Linked DNA regions of Mus musculus: region 1 is linked to region 2. A link is a contact called in public Hi-C data. All regions are on one chromosome and are shown on one strand. Each heading gives the region's core, a stretch centred on a gene start, on an enhancer-like site or on the middle of the called end of the contact. The rest is flanking DNA. Distances are from core to core; before and after follow the strand shown. Region 1 overlaps Rbfox3 (RNA binding protein, fox-1 homolog (C. elegans) 3). Region 2 overlaps Rbfox3 (RNA binding protein, fox-1 homolog (C. elegans) 3).

The links. A called contact is a pair of places that touch in the nucleus more often than the background predicts.
Region 1: a contact with region 2 is called in a Hi-C map of cerebral cortex, with 2.3 times the contacts expected there. The contact joins two enhancer-like sites. A contact is called at or near these places in 16 of 484 Hi-C or Micro-C datasets (the N1E-115 cell line, brain, cerebellar granule neurons and 6 more), 5 of 115 datasets of contacts at active chromatin or transcription factors (embryonic basal ganglia, embryonic forebrain, embryonic hindbrain and 2 more) and 2 of 9 other capture datasets (adipose tissue and pancreatic islet).

What each region holds. Positions count from the first base shown.
Region 1 is chr11:118,881,829-118,887,930 of GRCm38.p6, forward strand. The region is part of intron 1 of Rbfox3 (RNA binding protein, fox-1 homolog (C. elegans) 3); the gene reads right to left. Among named protein-coding and RNA genes, the nearest start is that of Rbfox3, 25 kb to the right of the region's middle. Within about 2 kb of position 3,888, at least 9 of the 459 cell types and tissues checked have an H3K27ac peak or open chromatin away from gene starts, as enhancers often do. A contact at or near this core is called in cerebral cortex, where this site is marked.
Region 2 is chr11:118,754,029-118,760,428 of GRCm38.p6, forward strand. All of the region lies in intron 2 of Rbfox3 (RNA binding protein, fox-1 homolog (C. elegans) 3), which reads right to left. Among named protein-coding and RNA genes, the nearest start is that of Gm11750, 28 kb to the right of the region's middle. Within about 2 kb of position 1,768, at least 18 of the 459 cell types and tissues checked have an H3K27ac peak or open chromatin away from gene starts, as enhancers often do. A contact at or near this core is called in cerebral cortex, where this site is marked.

The DNA of each region.
Region 1 (6,102 bases), core at 2,638-5,137, 130 kb after region 2:
GCGCTGAGGTGTGGAAAACTGACCACTGATTAGCATACTTGTCCCCAACTAGTGTCTGCTGGAATCCCTGCAGTCTCACAAAACCCCTGCTGCCTGGAGCCACCCCACTGGGCTAAAAGCCCAGGGACTGACAATGTCCACCTGGCATAGAGGGCTTCTAGCTCTAATCCTCCCCCAACCTAGCTGGGGCATAGCACATCCGGGCATTGACCGGGGGTGGGGGTGGGGCGGTGTGGAGGGGCTCCCCAAGAGTCCCAAACTTAGACCCTAGGGGCCTGATGAGTGTCGAAGGAATTATCCAAGCCTGCGGAACCTAAGCACGGTGGTTCGATTGTCAACTTAACAGGATCTCAAATCACCTAGGAGACAAATCTCTGCCTTGATTGAGAAGGGAAGAGCCACCCTGAATGTGGGCGGCACCATCCCTCAAGCTGGGGTAGCACTCTGAATAAAAAACAGAAAGCCAACTGCACATCAGCATTCCTCCCCCTACACCCCCTCCCTTTCTCATCCCCCTCCCCCTCCTTTGTCAACCCTCCCTCCCTCCTGACTGTGGGTGTAGTGTGGTGAGTAGCCTCTAACTCCTGCAGCCATATCTGCCCACGATGACAAACTGCTCCCAAACCAGGAGCCAGAGCAAACCCTCATCCCCTTAACTTGCTTTTGCCGGGTATTTTGCAATAGCAACATCTCAATGCACTGAGCCACGGAGCAGTGCCACCCCATGCCACAGAGCAGTGCCACCCCATTCTCTCCATTCCAGCCATCTCTGTCGCAGATTCTCCCTCAAAACCAAGGAGTGGTTTGGGCAAAAGCAGACATCCAGCTTCCCACGGTTACCCCGGACATCTAAGAATTAGGCTTCTGGGCCTCACGCATACTGGGAACTGTGGGCCTGGAAGGTGGTCACTGCAAGCCTAAGACAGGTCACTGGGCCCCTGGAGACAGGGTCACTGCAGGACCAGGTACCACAAATGGAGCCTAGTATCATCCACAAGAAAGCTGTGCTTCCCAGAGGGAGAAGGCAAGATGCAGGTTCTTCATTTCCACCCACAGACGGGCAGGGCAAGGCATGGGCAAGTGGGAACTGCACCCACAAGGTCTTTGATGTTGGCTGTTTATGTAAAAATATATTGCTCAACCAGAAGACTCAAATTCAAAAGCCACCGAAATATTACCTGTGGTGGAGGAAGGCTTGTGTTTACAGCATCACTCTCTGTACCCTTCCTAAACCAGTAGACTTAAAGGTGACAATGTGTGTTGACAGCTGAGGTCCTACACACGTCTTTTAGTTTATCAGTTCTGCCTTGTGACAGAGCTGGCTCTGGATCCCAGAACAGGCCAGCAACCCACGTCCTTCTCTCTAGACCAGGAGGAGCTGGGGCAAGACCAGCATCCGTGAGGACTGGGGTGGCATCCATCTGCAGCTCTGACCAATGCCAATCTACGTTCCCCTGGCACAAGGACGGCTCAGGGGTCCCTTTCCACCCGGCGTGGGCAGCAGTACCCACAAGCTCCTAAAAATAAGCACCCGGTACCCTGCTGTCCCTCCACCTGGCCCCAGAGCACCCTTGCTTCCTCAGACTACAAGCTGGCTGTCTTCCCAGATGGGCAGGAGGCAGAGCCGGGCCAGCCTGGAATAAATGCAACCCAGACTTGTCCAACAGAAGAAACACTGATCATCGGGGTTTTGGTGTTCTCTGGAGCAACCACAGAGTCCAGAGACCTGAGGTCTTGTGACAGTCCCAGATATGGACATTCAAAGACATCCAAATCCTTAAATAACTCGCAGTCAAGCAGAAATGCAAGGCTGATTTGAGCCCGACACTGAAAAAAATTGTAAGAGAGACCCAGCTTCCATAGCCCTCAGGGCCCTTGAAAAACTACAAACTCTGACTTCTGAGAGCAGGCAGCTGAAGGTTGTATGTACAGGACTCACCCACACATGGGCTGGTCCCTCTCTCTGGACAGAGGTGCACAGATGAGAGCCAGGACATAAAGCCATCCTAGCCATCCTAGGAGCCCCCACTGCCTCAGACCTCCCCACTAAGGCACCAAGGGTTCCTGGGGTGCGGTAGTGATAAAGTAAAAATAAAACCTTTCTATTATATACAGCTTTCTCCAGAAAGGCAGAGGCACACAGGGCACCTCTGTGGTAAAGTGTGTTTGGTATGTGGATCATTCCAGAATTCTGCATTCCCTTGAACTCCTGAGCCCTTAAGCCAAGCACATGGGAGCAGGTACATAGACTTCAGGCTCCATGATCGTTTTCTCTTGAACTTGGGTAGACTAAAGTCAGGCTCTATTCCAGACCCAGCCTTCAGCCCCGTGCCTTCTTTATATCCCTCCGCCATCTCCCACCATTTGCTTCTTGCCAACCATCCTGACCTCTGTACTGCTTTCCTGATCTATAGCTTCTTTTCTAGCTAGGTTAGGATGATTCTCTGTGTGGCCTTAGATTCTGACAAGGGCAGGGCAGGGCAGGGGGGTTCCTGGGCAACCAGGAACAACAATCCCTAGTCAAGAAGGGAGACGGGAGTAGGCTGCTCCTGGCCAGGCCCCCGGTGAAGCTGATCATGCAACTGGACACAAGTGAGCTCAGCTCAGTCCTCTTTGAACTGCATAGCTTGTGGCTCTGGTCCCTACCCAAGCCCAGGAGCCCACACACCAGCCTCAAAGCCACCCGAGGCTGCACCTCAGTACTGACACCCAGCACGGACTCTCCCCTCCCCCTGTCTATCCATTAAGTCACACATCATGAAGCGCTCCATGTGACTTCACAGATCCTCCCACAAAGAGACAGGTTCTATTTTTCTCACTCCTGGTATCAGAACCACTTTCCAAAGCCACAGCTTTAACACACACGGCTTCCTTCTGCTTTGTGGTGAGGGACCCAGTCCCTAAGATATGAACAAACCTGAGTTAGCCTGCTGGAGAAGAAGCCACATGAAGCCAATACCCACTGCCCAGTTCAGCCAGCCTCTGCCCACCCACCAGCTTCCCACAGATGTGTGAGGAAGTCCATGGAACACTGCCTACCTAAGTCATCAACAGTATCTGGCAGGCCTGAAGGAAAAATAAGCGGTCATCACAAGCTACAGTGGTTTGGGACTTGCTTGTTATACAGCGGTAGCTAACTGATACACCCTCTCCTACAACGCATGGAGACATGAAACTTCATCCTGCTCATGGTCTTAGCAAAATCCCATGGGGGATGTGTGGCGGACTTCATCCTCTAGGGCTTATAATTGAGTCACTCGGTGAGGTCTTTGGTTTAATTTTTTTCTTCTTTTAACATATTTTCAATTCGAATGAGCAGATGCAGTTCAGAGCACTCCTGCTGAGCTCTCAGAAGCATCCATCCCTGGCTTTCTCCAGAGAGCCTCATCTTGTCTGTCGGAGACCGGTGTCCTCATGTAGCTTTTTCAGATGTGAAAAACGGGGACGTTTTCCTGCACCAGCAGCCGGGGCGCCTGAGTGTGGGAGAGACACGACGTGGCGGTGTGGCTGCCGTGGCTGTGCCTTTCACGGCTTGGGCTTCGCATCTGTGCGAGGCTGGTGGTTCTTATCTGAATTCTAAGCACAAATAAACGGGACTTATTTAAAAATAACTGGGAAAATTCCATGCTGGAGTGGGGGGAAGGCCTTCGCTGCAGCAGATGCAGAAGCAGACCAAGATTGTTCCAGACAAGCACAGGGGTGGGCCACCCCGAAACTCCCAAGGTGGGACTTACTGGTGCCTGAAGGTCAGAAGGTTGAAGGCAAAGACTCAGAAGCTCCAGCCCTTAGACTATCCGCTCTCCAGGACAAAACCAAGATGCACAGCGAAGAGACAGGAGCCCAGCTGGTGAGCGGCTGGCACTAGAGTCTGGCCCCGGGAAGCTATTTGGGGCCTTGTGTTCCAGTGAGGTACACAAGGGCCAGCGTGTCCTTCTGATGAGGCACACTGGGCCAGTGCAGCATCTGTGTTCCAGGGGAAACTCCAGGGAGCCACAGAAAAGGGAAAATTCACCCTTGCCCGTGTCAAGCTGACCCTGGCTGTGTCCTTGCAGCTGGGTCTCTCTTCGAGAGGAACAGGGTTACAGGGGGTGGGGGTGGCACTCCTGTTTCCTCGAGAGAAGTCCAGACCTTCTAATGTATGACCAAGCCAGCCCAGCTCTGGAGACAGTAGGATTACATCATCCAGACGACAGAGACTATTCAGCAATGCCCCTGGCCCAGCATGACAGAAGTCACCCAGTCAAACAAGACCCCTACCTGAAGCAGAGGCTCACCCAAAGCTTCCTCTATGCTCGGTGACAGCTGAGGGAGTCACAGGACCCTGCCCGGGCCCACATGGAGGCCAGGGGAGACTGTGTAAGAACACAGAAAGTATCCCTGGGAGGAATTTGACAAATTCACTCATAGGTGTGGGAACATTTATTTGAGTTGGACCTTGAGTCATTTGTAGAAGTTCCTAGGTGGGAGGTGGTCTTGGGCTATGGGTCACTCAAACCTAGCTCTTAGCTCACTGTTCATAATGTTCATAAACAAATGATTTTGTCCCTTACCATGGGCAATACCCTGTCACTAGGTTGCAGGACCCCTGAGGGCAGTCTTGGCATCAAATCCTTCCTAGCCATGTGAGGAACCCAAACTTATCCTTGCTTCAGCCAGAAAAGAATAATAATAAACTGATCTTCCCTTATGCACGGCTCCGCTGTGGTTTGAGTCATCCAGGCCAGCGATGGATCAACAACACTAAGTGGAAAATTCCAGAGTAACTAACCAGAGTTCTGTGAAGAGGACGTCCCACCCAGTCCTGGACCCCCTTCCTACCCACAGGCTGCCTGTGCTGTATGTGCTGCCCACGCGTCACATCGCCGCCATGTTTGTGTTCAGAAGCCCTTTATTTCATTAAAACGCAGTGCGATGGATGGCACACATTTGTAATCCCTGCTCTGGGAAGGCAGAGCCAGACGGATCCCTCAGACAAGCAGGCCAGCCAGTTCAGCTGCCTGAGTTCCAGGCAAGAAACCCATCTCAACAATCAAGATGGAGGGTTCCTGAGGCTGCCTAAGGCTGCACCTGCATGCACACAGGGACACAGGCACACAGGCACACAGGGGCACATGCACACAGGTACAGGTACACAGACACAGGCACACAGGCACACAGACTCAGGCACAAAGGCACACAGGCACACAGGCACACAGGGGCACATGCACACAGGTACAGGTACATAGACACAGGCACACAGGCACACAGACTCAGGCACACAGGCACAGACAGGCACACAAGTACAGACACACAGGTACACAGGCACACAGGCACAGGCACATAGGCACACAGGTACAGGCATACAAGCACATAGGCACACAGGTACAGGCACACAGACACACAAGTATAGTCACACAGGCACACAGGTACAGGTATACAAGCACACAGACATACCAGTAGACTCACACAAACACACATAGGCACACAGGTACATAGGCACACAGGCACACAGGCACACAGGTACCCAGGCACACAGGCACACAGGCACACAGGTACACAGGCAAACAGGCACACAGGTACAGGCATACAAGCACACAGGCACACAGGTACAGGCACACAGACACACAAGTATAGTCACACAGGCACACAGGTACAGGTATACAAGCACACAGGCACACAGACACACATATACAGGCACATAGACACATAGGTACAGGCACAGGGACACAGGTATACAGGTACAGGCACACAGGTACAGGCACACTGGCACAGGCACACAGGCATACAGGTACATAGATACACACACACAAACACCAAAGTTCAAGAGTAAAGATACCAGCAGTTAGATTATGGTTATTGTCAAAGTTTTGCTCTTGTATGACATTGTTCTTCTGACTGTGCCTCACTGAAGAGTCAAGTTGAAAGCCATGCCTGGTAGTGCACATCTGTAACCCCATCTTTAACTCCACCTGTAACCACATTTGTAACCCTAACTGTATTCCCATTTATAATCCCTTTTGTAACCTCACCTGTAATCCCACCCACAACCCCACCTGTTACCCCATTTGTAACCTCACCTGTAATCCCACCTGTAACCTCACCTGTAACCCCACCTGTAATCCC
Region 2 (6,400 bases), core at 518-3,017:
GCACTTTACATACTGAGCCATCTTCCCAGCCCTAAAAATACGTTTTAAAAGTGACTGGGTCATGGCTGGCCTCATTCAGAGGATATCAGCTACCAGGTCCTACCTCCTCCATTATGCACATACACAGACACACACAGACATGCACAGAGGCAGGGACACACATGGAGTCATGCAACAAAGGTACACACATACACATACACAGACACACACAGACATGCACAGAGGCAGTGACACACATGGAGTCATGCAACAAAGGCACACACACACACACACACACACACACACACACATCTCCATACCAAACACTGGCCAAGTTCTTTCTGCACTACAGGAAGGCTCCCATCCCCCACATCTCCTCCATCTGAGTCTCTGTCAGCAACTTCACAAAGAAAGGCACAGGACACCTGGGTGATTGTCTCACAGAATACTCATCCCTGTCACATTAACACAATCAGGCGACAGGCCATGTGTGTGTCAACCAAGGGTCTTGGCTGAGAACAAGAAGGAAGTCAGCACAGAGAATGGGGCTCACTCTATGGTGTGTAGGCTGTGGCTGGTCTGCAGCAGCAGCCAGCTCAGGTTGCCAGGAGGAGGAAGCTACAGAGGAGCCCAGAGATCAGCTGGCCACGGCAGGAAGAGGTGGACAGGGGCAGGGCCAATGGCACACAGCGTCTCCCAAGTCTGCCAGGCAAACACCACTCAGCTCAGACCTGCTGCTTAAGGAGGCATGCCTGCCCTGGATACACAAGAGGGTAGTGCTGTGCAGGGCAGGCAGGGCTGTACAGCTGACTCACCGGGACATAGGCAGCAGCCAATCTGGGACCTCAGCAGGGCTTTGGTGGGGCAGGTTCAAGGAAACCTGCACCCTCCTTCCCTTGCTAACTTGCATCGGGTCATGACCCAACCACAGATGTGTCTTTATTTAATTTACAGCAATTATACTCACATCCTTCTAGACAAATAGATATTACAAGCTCTCTGTTAAATGTGGATAATTATGGCTGCTAGTGTCTTGGGACCGTATGTCCAAGCACCGGAGGAGAAATCGCAGCCCAAGTCCTCCTAACACCGTAAATTAGCAGGGAACATCCCTGTGGCAGCTAAGCAATTACCCACAATTTTGTCTCCTCTCACGCTGCCCTCCACGCGTGTGCATGTGTGCGTGCATGTGCGTGCCTGGCATATGCTGCTGTCTGTGGCTCTTCCTCAGAATCGCTTATCTCATCCCTCCCCCGCCCCTTTAAGCTCGTCCCTGCATTGGGATGTCGTTCTGCCTATACCTGGAACCATCCACGGCGATAGCAGCTGTGTATACACCCCGAAACGTGCAATAGAGCATTGATCACCTACCATCACCACCACCACAAACCTCCTCCCACAATTGGCCACTATCAGAGAGGTTTCTGGAAAGCAGAGAACAGACTGAGAGCTGACAAGACCTATATACATGTGCATGTTTTGTGGGGGTGTACATCGAATAGGAACTTCAGGAAGCAGTTACTGCAGGGCAGATAACAACAGACCACTTCCTGCATGTATGCAGCATGTATATAGGTATGAATGTTGTGTGTGCATGCATGTACACATGCATCTATGGACTCCAGAGGCAGCCCAGGAGGGGGGGCGGGGGCTGAGGTTCACAAATTCAGAAGCAGGGTGATCTTGTAATGGCTCCTTAACTTCCAGAGCTCTGCATCGCCATGTCTATGTGAGGAAAAAAAGACACATTCCACTGCAGAGCTTTTAGTATTGCTGCTCTGTGGGAACCCTGGCTGCCAGGCATCCTGTGTCCCTCCCTCTCAGAGGATCAGGGGGAATCCAGGATGCTTAGCAGGTGTGCCTCCTTTCAGGCAAATCTGATATTTAAAACCCAGAAATTAGCTGGTGAGTCACTTCCCGAAAGGTCCTCTTCGTATGGAAGCAGAATGCTATCTGGGTCCATTTTAAAGACTGTTGTTAAGGAGGTGTGGTGTCTACAAGTCTCTCGGAACATATGGGAGGCATCTAGTCAGCCAGGGACTCCCCATGAGAACTCTTCCCCACAGGGAGACCCGGAAAGAGACATGAGGGTGGGTGTCTCGGGGCAGGCGCTGGCAGGTGATGCCCTAACCTGGCATCAAGGGTCCTTATAGGCTTTCACCCGGCAGCACCACATCTGGTCTCTATCTAGCATTCCAGGGGTGTCTCTGTGTGGTGAGCCCCAGGCAAGGTGGGCTAGTCCAGGGAACAGAAAAGCACCAGGCTCCTCTTTGTCCCCTACGTTTTGCTTTGCAGGCCAAGGTCATGTTGACTTAGGAGGCATTTATCCTGTCCGGAGCGGGGGAGACCAGACTTTTGCTCTTGCTTTGTGGTGGGTAGATGGCCTGCCTGTCTTCATGGGCCTGGGGTCTTGGACCAGCTATGGAGAGACAGCATGATGGGGTAGGAGCTTTGAACCATATAAACAAGGTAACATGAGGGAGGGTTTAAACATGGCTGGAGACTGAGGTTAGGCACGTGAGCTTCCCTGTGTGCCTTTGTGCAGGACCCAAGTAGACCATGGATCCTGAGGCTGGGGGCATCTCTAGCTGGTAGTATCCAGGACTGTTGTCACCATCCATGTCACGAAAATGAGAGTCTCAACTCTACGTGATGGGGACCTAGGAGCCTCCTCTCCACACTTTGCTGTTATCTCTCGTGTCCTTCCTTTTGGCGAGATCAAATCTGTGCTGTTTGGTAGTGATGGCCTAACCATGGACAAGATGACTTGCTGGACTCTGTGTCTTTCCAACCAGTCGGGCCCTGATGATGGTCCTGGAGGCCTCTGACCTTCAGGCTGCTGTCACGAGGGAGGTGAGCTCTCTTGGATGGCTCCCTTTGACACTGAAGGAAGACAGTGTCATGCAAAGCCTAGGGTCTGCTTCTGGGTTCCTATGGCATCTTCCCCACCCCCTCTGCGCCACCCCAGCCTCTCCACTCTGAAGAAAACATTGTAAATGTGCCACATGGGAGAGGGCACACAGGCATTGCTTGCACAAGAAGCAATAGTCTCAAACTACTAGGTGTTGGGTAATGGGACAGGGTGGGTACCGGGGTTGGGAGATGTAAGAATGTGAGTCTATCACCCCATTGTGGGTTTCCAAACTACATCTTGTGTCCTAAAGGCCCAGTGTGACACTGGGGACCCCTGCAAGGCTGTGTAGGTACTAGCAGCCAGTGCTTCCTTCAGAGAGGCAGGAGGCAGAGAAGGGGGAGGCCCTGTGAGGGAATCAGGAATTCACAGCTGCAAGTGCCCCACTGATATGTCCTGTGGCCTTGTCCTCAGCCCCCAGCCCCTATCTGCAGCAGCTCCTCTACTGTAGTCTCAGAAACTTTGGATGGAACCTCAGGTACACTTTTTCCAGCCCCCAGGCAGGGACAGGGTAACAGGAAACTTAAGGACACAGACAGAAAGATGCACAGGAGACTCGTGAGCAATCTCTTTTCCTTGAGTCTGTGTTGTGGGAGAGGCTCTCCAGCAACCCCTGCTCATTTCTTGGCTCCCATTCTCTATGGTGGTTGGGGGAGTATAGTGGGGTGGGGGGCTTATTGTGCAGCCATAGGAAGACACACCCTTCCAGGTGGAGCCTACTGTCCCCCAAGGGCTTCACGAGATGGGAAGGGGCCCTGCTAGCTCCCCTAGCACAGTGATGCTGCAAAGGAGGTGTGGATGCCAGAAGGGATCACCATATGCTTTAGTCTTCAGACTGTTCTGGAAAAGATAGGAATTGGAGCCTGGGGGCTATGGGGAGAGGAAGATAGGCAGGGGAGGAGAGGAGAGGCATGAGGTGCACTCTTGTGAGGACAGCAGAGTTCTGGAGAGGTAGAAATAATAAAGAAGGCCTCTAAAGCTGAGGGCCCTAGCAGCTGTGCATGCATGTGTGTGTTTATTATGTATGCATGTGTGTATGTGTGCATGTGTGTATGTGTGCATGTGTGTATGTGTGCATGTGTGCATGTGTGCGTGTGTGCATGTGTGTGTGTGTGCATGTGTGTATGTGTGCATGTGTGTATGTGTGCATGTGCTCATGTGTGCATGTGTGTATGTGTGCATGTGTGTATGTGTGCATGTGCTCATGTGTGCATGTATGTATGTGTACATGTGTGCATGTGTGTGTGTGTGCACATTCATCTGCCTGGGCCGTTTCCCAGCTACACAGCAGTCACCATTTGCTTATGACATCAATAGACCCACCTCAGTGACAACCAAAAATTAAGACATCCAGTCCCCATACAAGCTGGGCCCCTCCATCCCGATCCTGTAGTACATGCTTGCTATCCTGACCACCCAGGCACCTCTCCTGGCTGAGCCTGCAGAGGCAACCCCGTATTCATGTCGCTGCCTCCATGAAGCTCAGGATGCCTCCTGACCATGCCAGCTTTACATGGCTCTGTGCAGCAAGCCTAGATGGACTCCTGCCCCAGGTTTCCTGGCCTGGGCTGCAGCCTCTCCATCTGCCCCCATGCCTCCTTCTGTGGCTGGAGAAGGGACTTCAGAGTAGAGTAGACGCAGGTCTGAGCCAGCCAGGATTCATCATCTATTTCAGAACCATCTATTGTCAAGGTCTGTGTGCACCCCTCTCCTACCTGGGTGCCCGAGCTGGGAACATGGGGTGTAGTGAAGCCCTCATCCTCTCTCTAGTGTGACCATTTGGGGAAGAGCCACTACATAGGTCAAATGAGGTCCCGAGGCAGGGCCCTCTTCTGAGTGAGTGCCCCTCTCTCCAATTATCCACAGAAGGAAGGTTATGTGGGGACGCAGGGAAGACAGCCATCTGCCACCAGGACTTGACATACGTGCTGCTAATTCCCTTCCTTCTACTTCCAACATGGACCCCACGCACACACCTCCAGAATCAAAGATCCTGCTGCCAAGTGGTCAGCCACACATTTCTCACAAGGCTCCAAGGCACCCGAATCTCACTCATTCAAACTTCACCAGCTTCAGTCTTTCCCTCAGAAGTGGTGTCTCGCTATCTCCCTGTCTTCTCGGGCATAAGTGCTTGATGTGGTTCTCGATCTGAGTGTTTCCACCCACACCCCATCACCAGGACAGCCTGTCAATCCTACCAGAGGATGTGTCCAGAGTCCCCACACGGCACTCCATCTCCACACCTCCATCTCCACCACAGCGTCCCCCGTGTGTGTGTGTCTGCCTCCTGTGCTCCCCTTAAACACAGCAGCCTCAAGAGTTTCTTTAAAATGGAAGTTACCACGCCAATGCCGTTTGACACTCAGGATCAGGGTCCACTCTCTCCTCTACAGCGCTTTCACCTAGCATCTATTCAGTGAGCTGAGCCCACCCACTGAAATTCAGCCCTTCGCTTTACCCAGCCTGACTCGCCCCCGTAACACCCACCACCCTCGAACCCAGCAATGCAGACCTAGTGTTACATAAGGCTCAGGAGTATCCCACACAAAGGCTCTTACACTCAAGGCTTGGTCTCCAGATGGTGAAGCCATTCTGAGGCAACTGGATCATGAGGAGACCGACTCCATCTGTGGACTAGCAGATACATAAGTCCATTGTAGAATGGGTCCTTCATGGACAGGGCCTGGCTGAGAGAAGTGGTCACTGAGGTGTCTATTTTTGAAGGTGTGTCTTGCCCTGGCCCTTCCTTTCCCCTGAGGCAAGCCACTCTACCACGCCCAAGGCAACGAAAAGCAAGAAGCCAGTGGAGTCTTCAAAGACACTGAAAGCTCATGACCACTCCAAGGAGGGCACCAGCCTGTTCTCTCCATGAGGATAGGTATTTTGGCCTGTTTGGTGACTGAAGACATCTTCAGTTTAATTTACACCTGTTCAGCAAGAAAGCCAGGAACACACCCCATCTAAGCCAATCTTCTTCTCTTCCTCCCGACTAGAATGCCACCTGGGTTTCTAGCAGCCCATGGGCTCTCACTGACCCCAGCCTGACAGCTCTCTTGCCTTATCCCTCTGTCACACTGAGCCAAAGTGGCTCCTCACAGCTCCTAGTCCTCAGCGCCTGCCCTGTCCTTCTGGCCAGTGCTGACAGCCCTGTGACTTCATCTAGGGGGACTCACATGGGCAGGGTTAGAAGCCCACCTCTCACTTTTTATACACTCCTCATTCTTGTCACAAGCCACTGCATGGTTTGCTGGCCTGCCTGTCTCCCCTGCAGAGCAGCCTTCTGCAGAGCTGGGTCTTGTTCCCCACTTTCCTGGGGAAATGTCAAGACAGAATCCTCTACTGTATACCCTTGTGATGGATGGATGGATGGATGGATGGATGGATGGATGGATGAAAAATCAACCTCCCCAGGAAAGATGCAGGGGAAGTCAGAGCCCACCCAAGCCTCCTGTCAGCTTCCAGAAGGCAGGAGAGGCTCCTCTTCCTGTGTACAGATGGACAGAGAGGAAT